Regions from separate parts of the Bos taurus genome. Here region 2 is linked to region 1. A link is a contact called in public Hi-C data. All regions are on one chromosome and are shown on one strand. The core of a region is the stretch at or near the end of the contact, and the rest is flanking DNA. Distances in the headings are between cores, read along the strand shown. Region 1 holds the start of CCDC158 (coiled-coil domain containing 158). Region 2 overlaps SHROOM3 (shroom family member 3).

Region 1 (4,648 bases), core at 1,462-3,961:
TCAAAGAAAGAATCCATTTCTTGCCTCCACCAGCAAGTAGTTGAAGCATTCCTTGGCTTGTGGCCACATCACTCTGCTGTGTTCACAATGCAGTTTCCTCTTCGCTGTCTTATCTCCTCTGCCTCCCTCAAGAATTCTACTGTTTGCATTTAGGATCCACTCAGATAACCTTTCTAGTTCAAGATCCTTGACTTAATCATATATGCAAAGACCTTCTTGGCTTATCATATTTATGGTTCCAGGGATTAGGACCTGATATTTTTGGGTGGCCCTTATTTAGCCTACTATACCAAATCATTTGAGGGCTTCTAGTGTGGGAACAGGTGGTTCACAGAGGCCCTATTTAATGAACTATGGATGTGAGTGGCCCTAACATACTAAATAGACAACGCTGAGTCCTCTTTGTAAATCACAGTGGTAAGGAGTCTGCATATACAAAATAAATTGTCAATTTCTACCCTCAATTCAGGAGTATAAAAATGTCTCCAGGGCAGAAAAACCATTTTACCCACAAGACAAATAAAGATAACTGTATAAATCTAAAAACAATAGAGCTGGGAGGACCAGGCGTCTCCCACACTCCCCCACTTCCACCCCATGACTTTACACAGAGTAAACAGTCCTGCCCCGCTGAGTTCTGGGACAGTGGAAGGTGCTGAGCCTTCCTTTCCTGAATAGGCGTCTACATAGGAAGCAAGAAGTGGATGCCAGTCAAAAGACCCTGAGAAACAACCAACTTCACTTTTCTTCTACTTTCCCTTGCTCTTAAAGTACACCAAGATGCATGAACACCACAGGGCTCTTCAGTTCAGTTCAGTTCAGTCGCTCAGTCGTGTCCAACTCTTTGTGACCCCATAAATCGCAGCATGTCAGGCCTCCTTGTCCATCACCAACTCCCGGAGTTTACTCAAACTCATGTCCATTGAGTCGGTGATGCCATCCAGCCATCTCATCCTGTCATCCCCTTCTCCTCCTGCCCCCAATCCCTCCCAGCATCAGGGTCTTTTCCAATGAGTCAACTCTTCTTTGCATGAGGTGGCCAAAGTATTGGAGTTTCAGCTTAGCATCAGTCCTTCCAATGAACACCCAGGACTGATTTCCTTTAGAATGGACTGGTTGGATCTCCTTGCAGTCCAAGGGACTCTTAAGAGTCTTCTCCAACACCACAGTTCAAAAGCATCAATTCTTCGGTGCTCAGCTTTCTTCATAGTCCAACTCTCACATCCATACATGACCACTGGAAAAACCATAGCCTTGACTAGATGGACCTTTGTTTCAAAGTAATGTCTCTGCTTTTTAATACGCTATCTAGGTTGGTCATAATTGGAGAAGGAAATGGCAACCCACTCCAGTGTTCTTGCCTGGAGAATCCCAAGGACGGGGGAGCCTGGTGGGCTGCCATCTTTGGGGTCGCACAGAGTCGGACACGATTGAAATAACTTAGCAGCAGCAGGTTGGTCTAACTTTCCTTCCAAGGAATAAACGTCTTTTAATTTCATGGCTTCAATCACCATCTGCAGTGATTTTGGAGCCCTAAAAAATAAAGGCTTAAGGTCTATTACGGAGAAGGCAATGGCACCCCACTTCAGTACTCTTGCCTGGAAAATCCCATGGATGGAGAAGCCTGGTAGGCTGCAGTCCATGGGGTTGCTAAGGTCGGCATGACTGAGCGACTTCACTTTCACTTTTCACTTTCATGCATTGGAGAAGGAAATGGCAACCCACTCCAGTGTTCTTGCCTGGAGAATCCCAGGGATGGCGGAGCCTGGTGGGCTGCTATCTATGGGGTCGCACAGAGTCGGACACGACTGAAGCAACTTAGCAGCAGCAGCAGCAAGGTCTATTATAGCCTTCTATTTTTCTGGCTATTCTATTCATTCTATTAATTTTTGAGAGCTTGATTCTGAAACTGATGCTGAAACTCCGACTAAAAATCGTAATTTATCCACTTAAAAATAATTATACAGTGGAACTATGTATTAATTTTGTTCTGTATTGTCCACGTCTCCTGTAAATGTTATTATACTTTCATAATTTAAAAAAGAAAAAAAATAAAGACGCATGAACTCAGCCCGGAACAACAGCCTCAGTGGGGACTGGGAGCAGAGTTTTGTGGGAGACGGGTGGACTCATCTGAGAACCCACTGTTTCTGACAGATACTAATAATGATGCAGAACCAGACTCCTCACTTAATAGACAGGGTTCCAGCTGAGAGGGCCCTTGCACAGCATTTAATACAATCTCATTTGGATTAGACTGTCCAAGGTTACACATTACTCATTATGTGTGTCTTCCCTATTCCTCCACCCCACCCCCACCCCACCCCCCTCCGCCACGTCTGCCAAAGAAGCTGGGTAGGAACAGGAGTTAGCAGTAAAGTTGGAACAACAACAGGATCCTGTTATTTCTAGTCCTACAGTTCAGCCACAGTCCCCGGAAGTCTTGTGATTCCTGAAAACAACGGCAGTCCCTTCTGGTAAAGAAACAATTTATTGGGCATCCACCATGTGCAAAACAAACGAAAAGATCTGGAAGGTTCCAGAAATGAAGATGCGCAGCCTCAGGGCCTCTGGCGAACGACCCACCTCCTCACCCGGTCCCCCGGTCGCGCCCGCCCTTGTACCTGCTACCAACGCCTCATCCTAAGAGACCGGCCCCATCCCCGCGGGGGCGCCGGCGGGCGCGGCGGCCGCACCTGCGTCGACTGGGCGGCGGCGGCGGCGGCGGCGACGCAGGACCGAGCCCCGCCCACACGTGCGCCAGCTCCCCGTGCGCTCCGGCTCGCGCCTTGCCGGCTCCAAGCGAGCCTCGGGGGCAACCGTTGGGCACCTCGCCCGAGAGTGGGGAGGGGACCGGGGGGAATGCTGAACTAACCATGTGGGGGCCGTCTCTGGCCCCAGACTCCGCCCCTAGACGCCGTCGCCCGGGCAACCGAGAGCCATTTCTCCCCCACCCCCCGCCCGCCCAGAGTCTCCATACTAGCAGCTCTGACCAAGGGGGCTGCTTGGCATCACATCCTGCCAGCCCTACTCCACAAGCGACCCCTATTCGGGCTTCCAACTTATACTCTCTGCCACTCACAGCCATTCTCTTTATCTGCGGCCTCCTAACCGGTATCCATGTCCTGCTCTTGCCCCCCATCACCCGAACGCCCCAGGCTATTCTCCAAGTCGTTCCACAGAGGATTTTCCCCAATTCTTTACCGACCCGCATAAATCCTGTCTGTATTCACAATCTAAGAATCAAGTCAATATTGGCGTTGCCAGTCAGGCCTCCCGCCCTCCTTCCAACAGTGGCCCCTCCCGCCCCAACCTACCTCTCAATTCCCCTTTGTCTCTCTGCCTTTGCTTATCCTGATCCTCTGTTGGGAATGTTTTGCAAGGTTCAGAAGTGTACTCAGAATAGCTGACCCTCTCGCCTCCGGAGAGTTTTCTTCCGCTGTGATTCAGTTGCTCTGTCGTCATCTCTGTAATATATAGAACTTATCATATACTGTGATTACACACTTAAGCCTATCCGTACTGCCTAAATTAGTGCTCGGATGGAAGAAATCCAGAAAGGGCCTGAGTGTGATGGATGCCACCTGTCAGCGTTAATGCTATTAGCAGTGGCACTATGAGGACACCTCCAGCGAATAACTTTTTATGTGTGAGTTGGTTGGAAATATTAATAAATCCTACATTACATAATGTAGTTTTAAATTTTCATAAAATTAGTATTAAATACCACTAAAAGATCGCTTTTTATTGTACCTATAATATAAATTTATTGACTTGGACAGTCTTGCATATAGAATCAAGTATTTTAATAGGGAATGAGAGTATTTAATGGAAGGGTGAATGGTTTAAATTTTGTGGCTAGACAGAAAGCAATTTTTAGTTCTTTTGTTTTAGACTTTTATTCTGTTAAAGCACAACTGTTCTTACGGCAAGAAAATGTTTTAGTTACCTAATATGTGATTTCCATTTATGTCTCATGTTTATATTTGGACCCTAAGAACCAAGAAAGTTCCTTTTTTTATTCTTTTTGAAGTTGTTAATTGATATATGTTTATTAGAACACTATAAAACTATTTAAACCCACATATATGTGTGAACATTAAAATTTTATTATAAAATTATTTTCATTTGAAGTGCCTTACAGTTTTACTTCATGGTATGTTTCTGATACTGAATTTAAAAGAGATTCTTAGCTTTTAAAATAAAAAATTTAGAGGTAAAGGAAGGAGTCCAGAGTTTCTATACCATTCATCCAGTCATTTGAACGTGTATTCATAGAGACCTGATATGCAACATGCAAAGGTGTTGAAAATACAGCCATGAACCAAAAAAACTCCTATCCTCATGGAGTTTACACTCTTGTAGAAGATGAGCAATGAACAGAGAGACAAATTCAAATATATCAGATGGGGATAAGTGTAGATGAGATAGGGTATGGAGGTTAGAGAGAGGAGGTACCATTTCATGTGTGGTCTGAGAAGGCCTCATTGATAAAGTCGGAGAAGGCAATGGCAACCCACTCCAGTACTCTTGCCTGGAAAATCCCATGGACGGAGGAGCTTGGTAGGTTACAGTCCATGGGGTCTTGAAGAGTCGGACAGGACTGAGCGACTTCACTTTCACTTTTCACTTTCTTGTGCTGGAGAAG
Region 2 (4,648 bases), core at 1,213-3,712, 62 kb after region 1:
AGTAAGTAAAATCTCTTTCTGTTTTGGATTTCAAGCACAAGGTTATCTTACAGGGAGCTGCTGTAGCCATCTTGTAGTATTGAGGCACAGGTGGAGAAAATAGGTGGAAAGTTGACCCAGGGCCCCAACACTGGGGAGGTCCTGAAACAACACCAGGACCATCCATCTCTGGACTTATCATGTGGGAAAACAAAAACAAGCACATCATTCAAGCCGCTTTTAAGTGGGTGTTTTGTTATTGATAGGCAAGTATCCAAACTGATACAGACTTTATGCAGGTCGTGGATGACCTTGGGATCCAAGCTTGGCTGTACTTTCTCCTTTGGACATTAATTTTGGGAAAACACCATATGGTGAGTGAACATCAGAATTGTCCACTGAAGCCTTTAAAACTGTGGGAGTTCCTAAAAAGGAGAATGCACTTTAGATCTCATTCCTAAAAAATGAGGGCTCTTTAACGAAAAGGTCTCTAAAGATCAAAGAGCCTGGCCTAGATCTAGGACCCAGTTTGCTGCTAGGTGAGAGTCCCTGTTAGGTTTCAGCATTAAAATGTGCTTCTCAAATGACAACAGGGCTCCTTAGTAAATGGAAGCATCCCCCAGCCCCTAGATACACACTGGGCAAAGGAAACATTTTCTTCTTTCAGAGCTGCTGCTCTTTTCATTCGCTTCCTCCCACCTTCCTTGCGTTGGCTGGTGTCTGCTGGAAGGCGTCTGCTGGCAGGCAGGCATTTTTAGCCCAGTGATGGATGTGCTGAAGAGACTCAGCCTGTTTTGTGGAGCTTTTGAATTGGACCAAGTGTGCATTCGGAAGGTCTGGGTGACTGACTGATTGAAAAGTAATTGATTGCAGACTTTCAAAATAAGATTCAAAAGGTACATTATAAAGTTAGATTTCACAAAGCCTAACCCTTTCTTTATTATACTCTTGACTCATTTTATTTGTTTCAACTTTACAAAATTATTTTAGAATTTAGTATCCACTTCACCATTTAGTCCCTGAAGCTTTTGTGTTATATATAAAGTTTATGAAAAGAAAATTCTTGTCAGAGAGGAAGGAGGGAGAAAAACAGGCCACATGGATTCTCGTCTTGATTCTGCCTCCCAAGAGGGAATCTCGTTTAATGTTTCCAAGCTCCCATATTTGTCAATGAAAATTTTGGGTTGGCCAAAAAGTTCGTTTGAGTTTTATGGTACGAACATTTTGGCCAACCCAATATTTGATTAAATCTTGTGTAAGATCCTGTCCACAGGAGCTTAGGGTTTCTACTATTTAGGTCACATTCTATGTAAGAATTTTGCTAGAAGTACTTCCCAGATGGCGCTAGTGGTAAAGAATTTGCCTGCCAGTGCAGGAGATGCAAGTTTGATTCCTGGGCCGGGAAGATCCCCTGGAGAAGGAAATGGCAATCCACTCCAGTATTATTGCCTGGAAAACCCCACAGATAGAGGAACCTGGTGGGCTACAGTCCATAGGGTTGCAAAGAGTCAGACACACCTGAAGCAACTTAGCATGCATAATACCAATACAATTTGGTTCTGATGGTAGGATTCTGGGTGGAGATGCCAGATAAAATACAAGACACTTAAATTTGAATTTCAGGTAAACAAGAATTTTATTTCATTTTTTAGTATAAGTATGTCCCAACTATTACATGGGACATACTTCTGCTAAAAAATACATCTATTATCTTATTTTAAATTCAAATTTAACTGGGAATCGTATTTGGATTGTCTTAAATCTGGCAACTCGAATTTTGCACAAGTCACTGATGGTAATGACATCAGCCTAAATTACTCAGGAGAGGATGAAGAAAGAGCTCCAGGAGAGCTCCAGTGGGCTTGACAGATCTGCTGTCCTGGCCAGGGGCTGAGTGGGTTCAGCCAGGGTGCGAGAGCTTGACCATCTCTGCAACCTCCTTTCCCTTTTTCACCTTAATTGGTTTTCATGAAAATGAAACTATTCACTGTTTTGTTGCAGGCTGTGGTCATGTCATCCTTTTTATGGTCCTTGTTCTGAATTTTTGAAATGTGTGGGTAGACCTTGGTTTATTTTTCTCATTCTCTGTGCTCACCGCCCCCTCCCTAATTAAATTGATTTCTGCTGGTGTGTGGCCTGGATTGATTTTTTTCCTCCCTTGTGGACTAGCTCTTTCTCAATAGAAAAATGATTGCCAAATTTCTCAAGCCCACTTCTAAATTTTGGGGCCTTTTTGAATTTTGTTCATATTTATCCTTCAGTTGTCTGTACACCTTTAACCCACATGGCGTGTCTCTTCACAACAGATAAAGAGGATTGCAACTGGGGTGGTTTGGTTTTGTTTTGTTTCGTTGGCTTTGGTTTTGACAGGTGGATGATCAGTCACTCTTTACTGAAACACAGCACACATGCCAGGGGAAGTCCAAGGACATCTCTGGAACAGGGGAAGATCCCACCCCCTCCCTACACATGTACACTCAGGCACATGTGAGCCAGGGTCCCACTGAGTGTCTGGATCAGGCCTGCTGATCTACGTGGGAACATCTCAGCACAGTAACACGACTCCAGTCGTGGTGGGGTCCAGGCCATAGGCAGCACTGCCCCTTTCCACATGTGCCTAGTCCCAGCTGAGGGTCTTCGGCCCCTCCTGGAGCGCAGCAGGGAGACCTGGACGGGAGACGTACGCACTGCCCTTGGGTTTTGATCCCGTGTGTGGCTGGCTGCCTGTAGCACTGCAGAGGCCGAATCAGCGTTGTGCACTGCCGGTTTGTTCCAGTTTGTCAAGCAAGATCACTTAACACCTCTGGGTCGGGTAATCATGCTTTCCCATGAAGTGAGAGGACCGCTGGGCGGGAGAAATGGAGGCGCCTTCTCCTAGATGGTAAGCATTTCAGGGCCCTGATGTTAAAAGTAGCAAGAGGATGAATAGGGAAAAAACACGCTGAGACTGCCATACACGTGGTGTAAGAAGTGGCTGGGGTGGGAGTCTCATGATGAGGGGATGTCCCCCATCATTGCACAAGGGGAGCAGCCACACACCCTGGCTTCTTGGTTTTTTATCCTGAGGCTGGGTGCTGTAGGGGCCCTTTGGGGGGCCCTCTGTGTGGTGCTCTCAGTGGTACTTGTGTTATGGCCTTTGAGACCCAAAATGCCAGGCAGAAAATTAGGCAAATGAAGGTCATGGCTCAAGGCCACTTCTTTCTTTTTAACTTTTTATCTTATTTTGGAATATAACTGATTAACAATGTTGTGATAATTTCAGGTGCATAGCAAAGGGACTCAGCCTTATCTATACATGTATCCATTCTATCCCAAACTCTCCTCCCATCCAGCTGCCACATAACATTGAACAGAATTCCCTGTGCTATACAGTAACTCCTTGTTCATTATCCATTTTAAATACAGTAATGTGTACATGTCCATCCCAAACTCCCTAACTATCTGAAGCGGCTGCTGAAGTTTGTCATCTATGCAATCTGATTGATAAAAGGCTCTTTTTAAAAACAAAAAACAAACAAAAAAATACAACAACAAACTCTTACCACCTACCTGATTGAAATGCCTGTTATTAGAACCACAAACAAGTCCAAAACCTTTGTTCAGGACAGCTTTCTTCTGTGTACTAGGCACCAGGGATCCTGAGAAGAATGGATGGCCCCCACTGTCTGGAAGCTTATCAAATGAGTAAGCTGATGGTTAAACTAGAGTTTGACCATGTAATGAGAGCTGTGGTGACAATTCACCTGGGTTAGACGTGTGTTGAGGGGTGGGTGACACAGAAGTTCAGCAATGAGAAGACAAGTAGGTAAGGCTGTGGGCTTGGATGCTGGAGGAGCTGTGGTGGGTCCCGTGCCCAGGTCCCCTTGATTGGACTGGTGTTCCCCTACCCTGAGCTACTGGGAGCATTGATTGTCCGGCTCCCTGCTGTACTCTTCCAGGGTAAATTGCCTTCTGCTGAAAGGAGCAGAAAATGCCCAGGAGTGGCATTTTCAGCCTGAAGAATCAGGCTGAGCACAGAGGTCAGAGTGAACCACATCTTAACATCTGTGCCATCCTGCCTCCCTCACTCCCTTACAGGTTTCTCCCCAAAACAAGTCTCAATAAGTCACTTGCACTTGAATTCATCGCTGGCTCTGTATCTCCCATCTGCTGGAGGAGAAGCAGGAAGTTGATGTGGTTCTGGCATTGTGGGTTCTTATTTTCTGAGATGTGGGAGACACAGTAGACAAGGTGGTTGAGAAGACTGGTGAATGTTGATGGTGGGCATGTATGGCTCACATGAGGAATAGGAGCAGCATTGATTGTCAGCTTCGGTGAGAGACCATATTTCTGTGGCACCGTCTATATTGTGGTATCACTGTCTTCAGCACTCAGCAGCCTAGATACAAAACCAGAAGCACACGGCACACAGCTGTAGTGCTGACAGATGGAGATGATGAGAAGATAGTGGACCAGGTGTGGTAACAAAGGACTTGAGAGCAGGAAGGAAGTAGTAGTTTGGGAGAAAATGGAGGTGTCAATGGACCAAAGATATGGTTAAGATTAAAGAACTTGTGTGATGAGCACAGCGTAGAGAACATGTGGCAAGATTAGGAGGCAAGGAGGGTGTGTTCAGAGTTTGGAATGAAAGAATTTAAGGTTTAAGGGTTAGAGCATTTCAACATAACAA

The links. Hi-C and Micro-C count contacts between places; a contact is called where the count stands out from the background.
Region 2: a Hi-C map of liver shows a contact between it and region 1, with 1.7 times the contacts expected there. The contact joins the enhancer-like site here to the promoter of CCDC158 in region 1. A contact is called at or near these places in 2 of 11 Hi-C or Micro-C datasets (liver and skeletal muscle).

What each region holds. Positions count from the first base shown.
Region 1 is chr6:91,307,177-91,311,824 of ARS-UCD2.0, forward strand. It overlaps CCDC158 (coiled-coil domain containing 158), which reads right to left and starts at 2,712. Exons shown (of 23, transcript XM_059887788.1): 1 at 2,625-2,712.
Region 2 is chr6:91,369,014-91,373,661 of ARS-UCD2.0, forward strand. All of the region lies in intron 1 of SHROOM3 (shroom family member 3), which reads left to right. Among named protein-coding and RNA genes, the nearest start is that of SHROOM3, 53 kb to the left of the region's middle. Within about 2 kb of position 2,463, at least 4 of the 102 cell types and tissues checked have an H3K27ac peak or open chromatin away from gene starts, as enhancers often do. A contact at or near this core is called in liver, where this site is marked.